2 separate regions of the Gossypium arboreum genome follow, and region 2 is linked to region 1. A link is a contact called in public Hi-C data. All regions are on one chromosome and are shown on one strand. Each heading gives the region's core, a stretch centred on a gene start, on an enhancer-like site or on the middle of the called end of the contact. The rest is flanking DNA. Distances are from core to core; before and after follow the strand shown. Region 1 holds the start of LOC108470222 (40S ribosomal protein S10-1-like). Region 2 holds the start of LOC108468258 (transcription factor MYB46).

What was found. Hi-C and Micro-C count contacts between places; a contact is called where the count stands out from the background.
Region 2: a contact with region 1 is called in a Hi-C map of leaf, with 2.4 times the contacts expected there. The contact joins the promoter of LOC108468258 here to the promoter of LOC108470222 in region 1. A contact is called at or near these places in 2 of 5 Hi-C or Micro-C datasets (both in leaf).

What each region holds. Positions count from the first base shown.
Region 1 is chr8:37,335,588-37,341,061 of ASM2569848v2, forward strand. LOC108470222 (40S ribosomal protein S10-1-like) reads right to left here and starts at 2,200. Exons shown (of 5, transcript XM_017771496.2): 1 at 2,061-2,200; 2 at 1,921-1,969; 3 at 1,545-1,821; 4 at 1,294-1,423; 5 at 501-863. The coding sequence starts at 2,063. The coding sequence ends at 780. It overlaps LOC108470221 (pentatricopeptide repeat-containing protein DOT4, chloroplastic-like), which reads left to right. Exons shown (of 1, transcript XM_017771495.2): 1 at 1-477. The coding sequence ends at 477.
Region 2 is chr8:37,708,037-37,713,510 of ASM2569848v2, forward strand. It overlaps LOC108468258 (transcription factor MYB46), which reads right to left and starts at 2,484. Exons shown (of 3, transcript XM_053031605.1): 1 at 2,057-2,484; 2 at 1,765-1,894; 3 at 297-1,361. The coding sequence starts at 2,060. The coding sequence ends at 668.

The DNA.
Region 1 (5,474 bases), core at 950-3,449:
TTCAACCGCATGCAGAAAGAGTGGGGAGTGGAACCAGGTATGGAACATTTTGTTTGCATGGTGGATCTGTTAGGGAGGTCGGGAAAACTTGAGGAAGCGGAAGCCTTTATAAAGGAAATGCCTATTACACCAAGCGATGATGTATGGTATGCTTTATTGGGTGCATGTGGGTTCCATGGAAATATCTGCATAGCTGAAAGAGTAGCAGAGAAGCTGTCTATCCAGGATCCCGAAGGCATAGTTTGGAGGGTAGCATTATCAAACATTCATGCTAGCAGGGGCCAGTGGGAAGATGTTGTCAAGGTTAGGGCTCAGCTTAGACAAGGTATGAAAAAGGATGGCGGATGGAGCACTGTTGAGGTAGAAGGAGTGATGTTCAAGTTCATGGTAAATGATACAAGACACCTAGACAGTAAATCTATCTATGCTGCTGTAAATGGAATCATGAAACATGTAAAAGAATGCGTTATAAATTGATTGTATGCGGTTCAACAGCAGCATTCATGAAACATGTAGAATTATATGTTTGATGAGAGCAGGATTCCATAATGTTACAAGCTTGAATGAAAATTTCAGTACTACAGTGCAACAAACACCACAAAATGTGTATGATCAAATAGCAAAGAAAACATTGGTCCTAAATTCCTTTCGGATGAACCGAAGAGTAGCAATATTTTATAAGCATCAAATAACTAAATTGAAAAGCATAACACAAACTTCTATCAACTTCAACAACCACCTAGACTGACAAAACTATCTGTCATGAAAAAGCATCCGTCTCAAGGAAGACCTGCACCACCTGCAGGTCCAGCACCACCATAACCACCACCTCCTCGACCAAAGGCAGGCCTTGTTCCAGGGCCCTGCGAGTTCACATGTAAGAAATTATATCAGCCTTTATATTATTAGAAACATAACCTCATCTATCATCAATGGGTACACATGTTTTCAAGCAATCATATAAACATTTCATCCTTCAAAGTGAAATAACTAGCATCTAACAGGCACAAATCTTCCAAGAGCAGCCACAAAAGTAACATTAACATCACAATGAAACTAATCTTAAGCCACCAACAAGCAATCACAACTAACCATGACTATGCGTACTTCTGATCAAATTTGAGATGAATAGAGTTCAGAAGAGGCAAAAAAAATGGTTCCAAAATGGACAAAGAAACTCAGATAACTAAGATAAACACCATAAATCATTATGTACAATCCAACACTTCGCATGCATTTGAACCATCAGCTATTCATACGTAATAAGTTAAAAATTTATAAAAGCAACATTACCCTGAATGAAGGCTGATAGTCAGCCGGAGCTCCTCCCTTGTCGCCAAAATCACCTCCTCCTCTTGGACCTCCACGGTAGCCATCTCTGTCACCAAATCTCCTCTCGCCGTCACCAAAGCGAGGAGGACCACTGATTCATAACCAACAAAACCCACAATTACAAAGAGAGAAATTTTCATCAAATTCTATATGGAAAAGAAAAGCCTAACTTTTTCATTAAATAAAAGAGCAAAGAACTCCAAAACTATTACCGTGGGCGGTCACCAGGAGGGCCCATGGGACGACCAGCGGGCTTAGCTTGTTTCTTCAAAGTAGCGGGAACAATCTCAGAAGGAAGATTCAGATATGTCCTAAGGAACTCAATGCCATCATTGGTAAGGTACCAGTAATAATGCATCCATGCAAAAGTTTCACGCACGTATTCTTTTGACTTGAAGCTTTGCATCAGCTTTATTACTTGAAGATTGGGAACATCAATTTCTGGGTGCTTCGCCAAGTTGTAATCTTTCTTTGCATAGCAAACACCCTCTAGAAAACAAAACATAAAATCCCAGATTTTAAATCCAAATATCCAAATGAAATACAAAATTCGAAATCGATATGGGAATTATTTTTTTATTTGGTTACCTTGAAAGAGGTACTTGGAGATCTCGCGGCGGTTCTTCTCTGGAATGATCTAGAAAGCAACAAAACAAACGTATTAAAGACATTATTTTGCAAACATTCTAAAAAAGCAAAGGAAAGAAGTAGAAAGCGAGAGATAGTACCATGGCTGCTATGAGATAGGAGGAAGAGGAGGCGGCGAAGATAGTCTGCTAAAATGGAAATTTTCCTTTTGCTTTATTCCATAACAACAGGAAAATAAACCCTAGCATAGGCTATTTTCCTTCTTTTATTATATTAATTTTTCGGCGTTGGGTTTTATTTTGGGCTATTAATTAGCTTTTATTATCAGGCCTAAAATTGGAATTTGGGCTCAATGTTGGAGAACCACCACTATGATCTAGCCTTATGTATGATAATGATGATATAAAAAGATCATGACACACCCATAATGTCCATAAAAAATTATGTAAAAATGAGATATGACATACCTATAATGTCATTAAAAAATCGATGTAAAATATATTTTGATTGAAATGAGATGGTTGAGTCTCATTATCAAAGGTGAGTATTTATTTAAAATTTATATAAAGATATATAAAGATAAAAATATTTTTATAATAATATTTGTTATTTAGAATAAATTTTAAATTTATATATAAATTTTAATCTAATATATAATGTGATACACTAATTTTAATTTGGTGTAATTGTGTATATGAGATCTTAATTTTGACTCAATTTTCACATTCTACTGCTATTTATGTAGCATTACTTTTATTATGTTACATGGAACTTGCTAATGTGATAGTTTATTAAACTAAAACATAAAGGAATAAATTTAAATTAAATATACACATTTTTATTATTGTAGTAAAGGGAAAATAGTTTAAATTTATGTGAAAATAATTTAAATAATTTCTCCAAAAAGTAATATAATTTAAATTTATATGCATATAATTAAAATTTACTATTTTATTTTTAATTTAATAAAATTCCATATGATCAATTTTCATGTGATTTACGAAAATAGTGTCACATAAATAAGTTGATAGTTTTTTTTTTTTTAAAGTTAGGAAAGTGAAGATTATTTATAAATTTACAACATCAGTCAAGATAGGTTGGTGAACACATAAAAAGGGTAATCAAGGTTTTAGTACATGTTAATGGGTGAACCAAGACTAATTAGTAACTTTGTTTCCATCCCTTCTAGTAACAACCTTACAAACATTAAAGGAAGACACAAGCTTTTTACAACCATCAAGGATCAATTTAAGCTTAGAGAAGTCTTATTCGAACTATTGAGCCCTTTGATGATGTGTAGTCCGTCATCTTCAAAGATGATATTTGATAGCCCTAATCAGTTTCTAAAGCCATATAAGCAGCCTTAGCTTCAACTAAATCTTCGCAATTAACATAGGATAATTTGAGAGTAGTACATCCTGAGATGAAGCCTTGATGGTCATGAAAGACAATCCCAACTCCTCCGTATTTTTGAGATGTGTTAAATTTAGTGTCAAAGTTCACGTTGATGATATGGCTTATTGGAGCTTTCCAAGAACATCTCGTGGCTCTTTGTTGATTGACCTTGTAACACCCCTTACCCGTATCCGAAGCCGGAACAAGGTTCGAGGCGTTACCGGATTTAAACATCCACAAGCATGCAAAACTGGGCCATAAAATTTTCGTTCAAATTAAAACTTTTCAAATACATGTATATCGTCCCTTATACTGGCCTTCGAGGCCTAAAACATACATTGGGGTGGTTTGGGACTAAACCGAGAACTTTTGATAAACTTTGGACAACTTAGCAATTTTCTTGCTTTGGAGAGTCACACACCCGTGTGTGTTGAACCTTGTGATCACACACGCCTGTTTGGCTTGTGGCACGCCCGTGTCCTCAACTCGTGTAACTCTCTGTTTGTGACATCAGCAAAACAATTTGAACCACATGGCCAGGCCATACGCCCGTGTGTTAGGCCGTGTCCTCCACACGGTTGAGGCACATGGTCGTGTCTCTACCCGTGTGGCTAACACTTAGGCTATTTTCCAAGCCTTCATGTTTCCCATAAACCCTTACAACCATATATACATCAAACTCACAACTCATGGCATCATTTTAGTGATTAAACACCGATTATAAGACACATTCAACATTAGCTCGTCATTATACATATGTTCCACCTACTTATGATAAACATGTCTAGCTACATTATTACACATTCATTTGACCTTGTCATCTCATTAATCACTTCTACCATTAAACTATGGTTAATAACTTATACATCAAACATCCATGTTCAAGGCACTATCATCTTATTACCATATTACACGTTTAATTCATGGTCATGACCACCTCGATTGGTCATAAAACATGCATTCAACACCCATGACATTACCAACCATGCATGGCAAACAAACATATTTATATAATCACATCATATGCATTAAAATGTAACATGATTAGCTAGACTTACAAACCATAATCAATATGAGCCACCTCTCATGGCTATATACAATAGCTCGATATAGGCCAATACATTTAGCCTAATCATAATAACACATGTCATAGAACTAGGTCCCTATACATGCCACTCACTTGATATTTCTAACATATGTATCAATACTCCAGAGGTATTGGCTTGATAGTGTGATGCTGCCTTCGACGATCTCCAACACCGAGCCGACCTGACAACACTAAAAGAAATGGAAAGGAGGGAGTAAGCTGTACGCTTAGCAAGCTCGCATGAAAAATAATAAGCAATGTATTAACATGTTATTTTTCAATTCCTCTCTATTTATTCAAAGTCCAGTTAAGCTATTTTCTAGAGTCATAGTCACTAAATTATTTATATCTGGAGCTACAGGACTCCAAATTGAGAACCACTAATTTTCCCAAAAACTAGACTCACATATCTTCTTACCAAAATTTTTTTAGAATTTTTGGTCTAGCCAATAAGTATAGTTTATTCTTTAAATTTACCCCTGTTTTACTATCGATAGTTCCAACCTCTCTTCACTACGAATTAATTATCTCATAGTACGGGACTCGGATGATGCTCCCATCTATTTCCCTTGAAAATAGACTCATTAATGATTTTAAGCATATAATTTATAACCCATGATTATTTTTGTAAAAATTCTAGTGATTTTCCCAATTCGGAACAGGGGATTCCAAACTCATTCTGACTCTATCTCACAAGAATTCAAATATCTCATAATATGAAATTCTTTTTCTTACAATGTTTCCTTTATATGAAAATAGACTCAATAAGCTTTTATTTAATATCTTATTCAACTTCTAATTCGATTTCCACCATTTTTTGTGATTTTTCAAAGTCACATAACTGCTGTTGTCTAAAACTATTTTATTACTAAATTTCACTCTTTCATGTTTTCTTTGTAGTAACTTTCATTGTAACATTTACTCCATATCAATCTTACCAAAGTTCGATCACATATCGAGCACATTGTTCATAAGTTTACACATACAAACCTTCACTTATTCACCACATAGTCATGTTCATATGTATTTTCACTTAGTAAATTTCCCGTTGAACTCATCGGAATAATAACAG
Region 2 (5,474 bases), core at 1,234-3,733, 370 kb after region 1:
AACATATCAAAACTCTGAAATAATCCAAGAAGTTCCATATTGTATGCATGTAGAGAGATCACTATCGTTATATATAGAAATATGTGAGCAGTCAATATCAGCGCAATTTTTTTCCTGGTTAGCTACCAGGCAAATTTTAGCTCCATTATATATAGTTTTTCAAAGTTTAATTTACACTTTTACAGTTGAGAAAGACATGAAAACCTTCTTAGTTCAAAAGTAAATGTAGTTTACCTCTCCATGCACAATTGATTAGTACAATTTCAGAATCATAAAATTTTCAGCATTGAAAAGAATGACAAAAATGGTGAAATTGCATTAAAAAGTAATTAGAGTTATCTCAGTAGCATCAAACCATTTTTTTTTTTGGCTGTTACATTGCTTTTTATTCTTCCCTTTTCTGTTTTCAAACACCAAGGAGGAAATAAGAAAAAAAAAAGTCATGCATACTTAAGTATGTTGCAGTCCCTCACATTTCACAAGCTCATCACCAAATAAAGTTACAAAAAGGAAAGCAGAAAGGAAAAGGAAAGAAAAGCAAACTTTTTTTTTTTTTTTGAAGGGGGGGTTGGAGGCTGGAACATTTAGAAAGCTATACTCAGCAAAGAATCAAAGACCGAGAAAGCAAAGGTGGGGTGGGGGAGGGGGGTGACAGGTTTCTAATAATTTATAAAGATGTGGGGAATGAAGATAGTGTAGTTCCCATATTTGATGAAGTTGGTGGCAAGGCTTCGCCGCCGAGTTGTCCTTCAAGAGTATCCCAGAACAGAAAGTTTGAACATTGCTGGGATTCAACCCATTCATTCAACTCCTGCTGCTGCCTCTGCAAGCACTCAAGTGTCATTTCTCCTTCCTCTTCAATGCTACATGATTGGACTTCAACCGGCACCACCATGTTTTCCATGTTCTCTACCAATGGTGGCAAGTAATTGTTTGTATCCATACCCACTGTGAAAGAAGTTGAAGGAGGGAAAGCTTGCACTTGATGCTGATTTAGGTTCCAACTACTCTCCGTGTTTAAATTAGCCGGTTCATGGAAAGGCTGTCCTCTTACATTATTACCATGTTGATGAACCTGAGCCCCGTCAATTGGAGTTGTGTCGAATATAAATAATGGGGCTGGAGAAGAAAATAGGGTTTCTTGATGATTAGGAATTGCTCTTGTCATCAACTCCTGATTTACTAACTCCAGTTGGTTTGAACCATAATTTATCTGAGAATGCTGAGTAGTACTTGGTGGAGGAGCAGTGCTTGTTGGAGGTGCTGAAGGCTTTCGTATCTTCTTCTTGATCCATGAGTTCCAGTAGTTCTTTATCTCATTGTCTGTCCTTCCAGGCAAGTGACTTGCAATGTGAGCCCATCTAAAATAATCCCCTCACACATATGAGAAATTTGCTTAACATAATGAAGAATTTGAAGATGTTAAACATGTGATTTATCTCTAGCTCAAGAACTTGTGCCTCAGCATCTAATATATCATCCCTGTAAAGGCCCTTGAAATGCCTGTGACTGCTACTTAATTTAGCAACAACAGTGGCAGTGATAGAGAAGACGTAATTTTGAAGTTTGTTTAATTAATTACTTTTAACTGTTCAAGTTCTTAATTCAAACACAAACTGAAACTCTTGAGGAATTTCAGAGAGACAAACTAAAATGAATGCGTCCATTAGAAAAAACTTAGAACCCAGAATTGTTACAATATTTATGAAGCTTTATAAAGTAAAATTTTGATATAACATATGTGTGTAAAGTGTCACTTCAAACCTGTTCCCTACAACCCCATGAAGGCTAATAATCAACTTCTCTTCCTCAGGAGTAAATCTCCCTCTTCTGATATCAGGCCTCAAATAATTAATCCATCTCAAGCGACAACTTTTGCCACATCTTTGAAGACCTGAAACACAAAAGGCAAAAAGATACGTCTTCGTCACCAAACATGAAAAACTCCTATAAAAAAGCATGAAGAAAAAAGGAACAAAAAAGAGACAGAAAAAAGGTAATGAACAGAGGGAGATGGAGACCAGCTTTCTCAGGGACTTCACTCCAACACCCATACCCATGAGTGGTGATGTATCGAATGAGCTTTTCGTCTTCCTCAGGGGACCAAAGCCCTCTCTTAACCTTCTGTTGATTGCAGCAAGAATGGTGACCCATGTTTGGTTCGGATGATAAATATGATTTGTAATTATGGCTTCGCAAACCCCCCCGAGTTTCTATAAATCTTCCGCCTGTCTCTTTGTTGTTTTGTACACTCTGTAGAGAAAACAAAATGATATATTTACAAGCTAATGATCCATGTTTTTGATCAAAACAAACTATAATTTTCTTGGGGTTTGCTAGAAGTGGAGGCTGAGGCTGTCTCTCACCCCCAATTTAAAAGTAAGAGAGAAGTACAAGAGTATGATGTGCCGACATTGAAACCTGGATGGGGTCCAATATTTCAAAGGGGGAGGGGACCCATAATTTTTCATCTAACCCTAAAACGACATTCCATCGGCTTTGTTTCACACACGGAGGGACAAAGAGTTACCATTTTCTACGTAGAGTTGTAGTATTACGTAACCCATGTTTCACGTACCCTCCTTTCATTTCAATTCTTCCAAAATCTTTTGCCGGTTGTTTCCATAACCTTTCTGACCAAACCCTTCTTAGCATTGAAGAATCAGTGTTATTCATTAACTATATATTTAAAAACCAATGGATGGATGGCACGTCATGTTAATATATGATTACAACATACATCTATTTAAGAGGGAAAAAAAAAAGGAATTGATCAAGAGGGTCAAAGACTCAGCATGGAGATAATGCCGAAGATAATACCTAGGGTTCAATTCAACAGCAAATATCATTAAACCGACACAATTTTTGAATCTTGAGAAAGGTTTTCCAGTGCTTGGTTTTCTCCATCTCGATCATTTAATCTAATAGCCATGAATAGGAATGAATTATATTTATATAGATATTAACAATTAACGTCGGTCTTCAGTTTTGGTATAAGATCATGCAAATTTTTACCAAAGCTTGTTATAGATTACGAAAATATTTCTTTTCTTTGGGGGATGATTTGATTACCTTGTTTGATAACTCTTTTAAGTTTTCTAACTTTTCACAAAAACACATACATACATTCATACATTATCCACTTTTGCAGTAGTAGAGTAGTTTTCTATCTTTTATGGAGACGATACAAATACCTACAAAAAGTCATTAGTGGTATAAATGGGATTTCTGCAAATTCAAGAATTACAAAGCAAACCAACTCCTGAAGAAAAGAGCATTGTATATATAATTAAATTTAATTACAGCTAAATAAAGTAATTAAGAATGAGTAGTTTTATAATTAAGCTGATCAAAGCTTTGGAGAAAAAAGTCCAAATAAAGACCGTTTATGAAGAATAATGCAAAGAGAGACGTGGAAATACAAAGTTTATAACAGAAGGGAATGGTTGTAATAAAAGACTCTCAATTCATTCAGTTAGGAGACAATTTGGAGAGGCATGAAAATGAAATCCCTTAATTTTTATTTTTCTTCATACTTACTTATTATGGGATAATACATATCAACTATGCAAGACATAACCTCATTTCTAATTCTTTATTATTATTTATTCATTCCTAATTTTTTATTGCTAATTTCACTAATCTTGATGACGGCTGCATCACGTAACTCATGAATTCGAGTCATACAATATGGTTTCTCACCCCAAACAGTATATCATTTTAGTTTTCATGATTGCTCCGTTAAAAGAGAACTGAAACAAAAATAATAGTCAAATATCAGATACATAGTCTTGATTATTCAATTAGTTCGATAAGTTTAATTTGAAGGGGTTGAAGTTTAAAACATATTTTTAAAATAATCTTTTAAATCAAAATTTTATTTACTGATTGGGATCATTGTTATTCCAACATCTTGGAAGATTTGAATTCAAATGTGTTTAAATTCTAAATATTATCTACTTTAAGGATTGAATTTGAGTTTTTATGATCAATGGTGGTTCGCACTATAGTTGTTTTGAGAGTCACTTGGGAAATGTGTTGGAAGAACAATGCCTTGATTGGATGGGTATTGGTTTAGGGTCTCAAATTTATCTATTGCTCATATTGGAGGGGTTTATATAAAGTAGCATAGAGCTTGATGTGGGTTCCATGATATGCATGCCCTACTGTATAGGGTTAGGAGTAGAGTAATAAATAGTTAAACTTAGAGCATTACATGAGTTGACTTAATGTGACTAGCCATAGCTAAGCTCAATCCTAGAAAGTTAGTATTAGGAGGTGATAGAGTGACGAGTGTTTTACCTCTCGAGAATTTCCTCAAGATTTGTAGGCCTGAATCTAATGGTTCATGATTCATGTTCAGACGAGGTCAATGTTATTTTTGGAAAGGTGACATTTTGGAAGGGGTAGAGTCTTTTCCTAAGTGTCTATTTAGTTATAGTCTTTATTGTTATTTATTTAGTTAATTTATCTACTTGAAGCCTTGGTGGCCTAGAGAAACACTCTGATAAAACTAGAGTTGTCAGGGTAATTAATGTAAATCCTAAGAGATAAAGATGTATAAAATTTAAATTTCTTAGGACTCTAATTTTGTAGATAGAAACAAATATTAACTATCGATGTAACTCAATCTGTACCGTTGGATTTGGGAGAGCTCAATTATAAATAGAGGCATTCCCTCTCATTTGTATTCATTCAATTGTAAACCTTCAAAGTAATAGAGTAGTTTTGAGAGTATTTACTCAAACACTTGGTGTGTGCTATTTTTCTCTTGTGTTCGTTCCTTGCTCTTTCGTTTTCATTTTTAGTTTGATTCGGTGCCTTAGAATTTTTGCAAGAATTCTCATTGTTTGAGAATAGACTAACTTATGTAAGATTTAAATCCAAGAAACTGCCTAAGACCGCGCAGTTTGCAAAAATAAAGTTCTAGCCTTGTGACAGTTGGTATTCGAGCTAGTGCTCGAAGGTATTGATTGAGATGGTGAAAGGAGGAGATGAACAGAATGTCTCGATGGAGACTCGTGGGAGGTTTAAGAAAAATAAAATATCGATGGATATGTTGTCGGGTTTGGAAGGTCGAGTGACCAATATTGAGGAATCCATGGGTGGTGTGAAGGAAACATTCGAGGTAGTTAAGGGACACATCGATGAGTTAGACTCGATGAGAGTGCAGCTCAGGGACTATGTGATGGAGGCTCTCAGTTTCAATTAGGATGTGATGAGAGAGATCTTCAATACTGTCATGGATGAACAGGCCAAGAAGTTGACAGAGAAGAATGATGCTCTCGATTGCGGAACAGATTGTTGAGCTCAATGGAGAGTTTACTATCTATAAAGTTGCTCTAGGTAATGGATGTTGGCTTCAACTCCTAAGTAATGTAACATGGATCTCCTAAATCAAAAAAGTTTAAGGGGATGAGGTCCGCAAGGGATGTGGACAATTTCCTCTAAGGGATGGAACAATACTTTCTTGC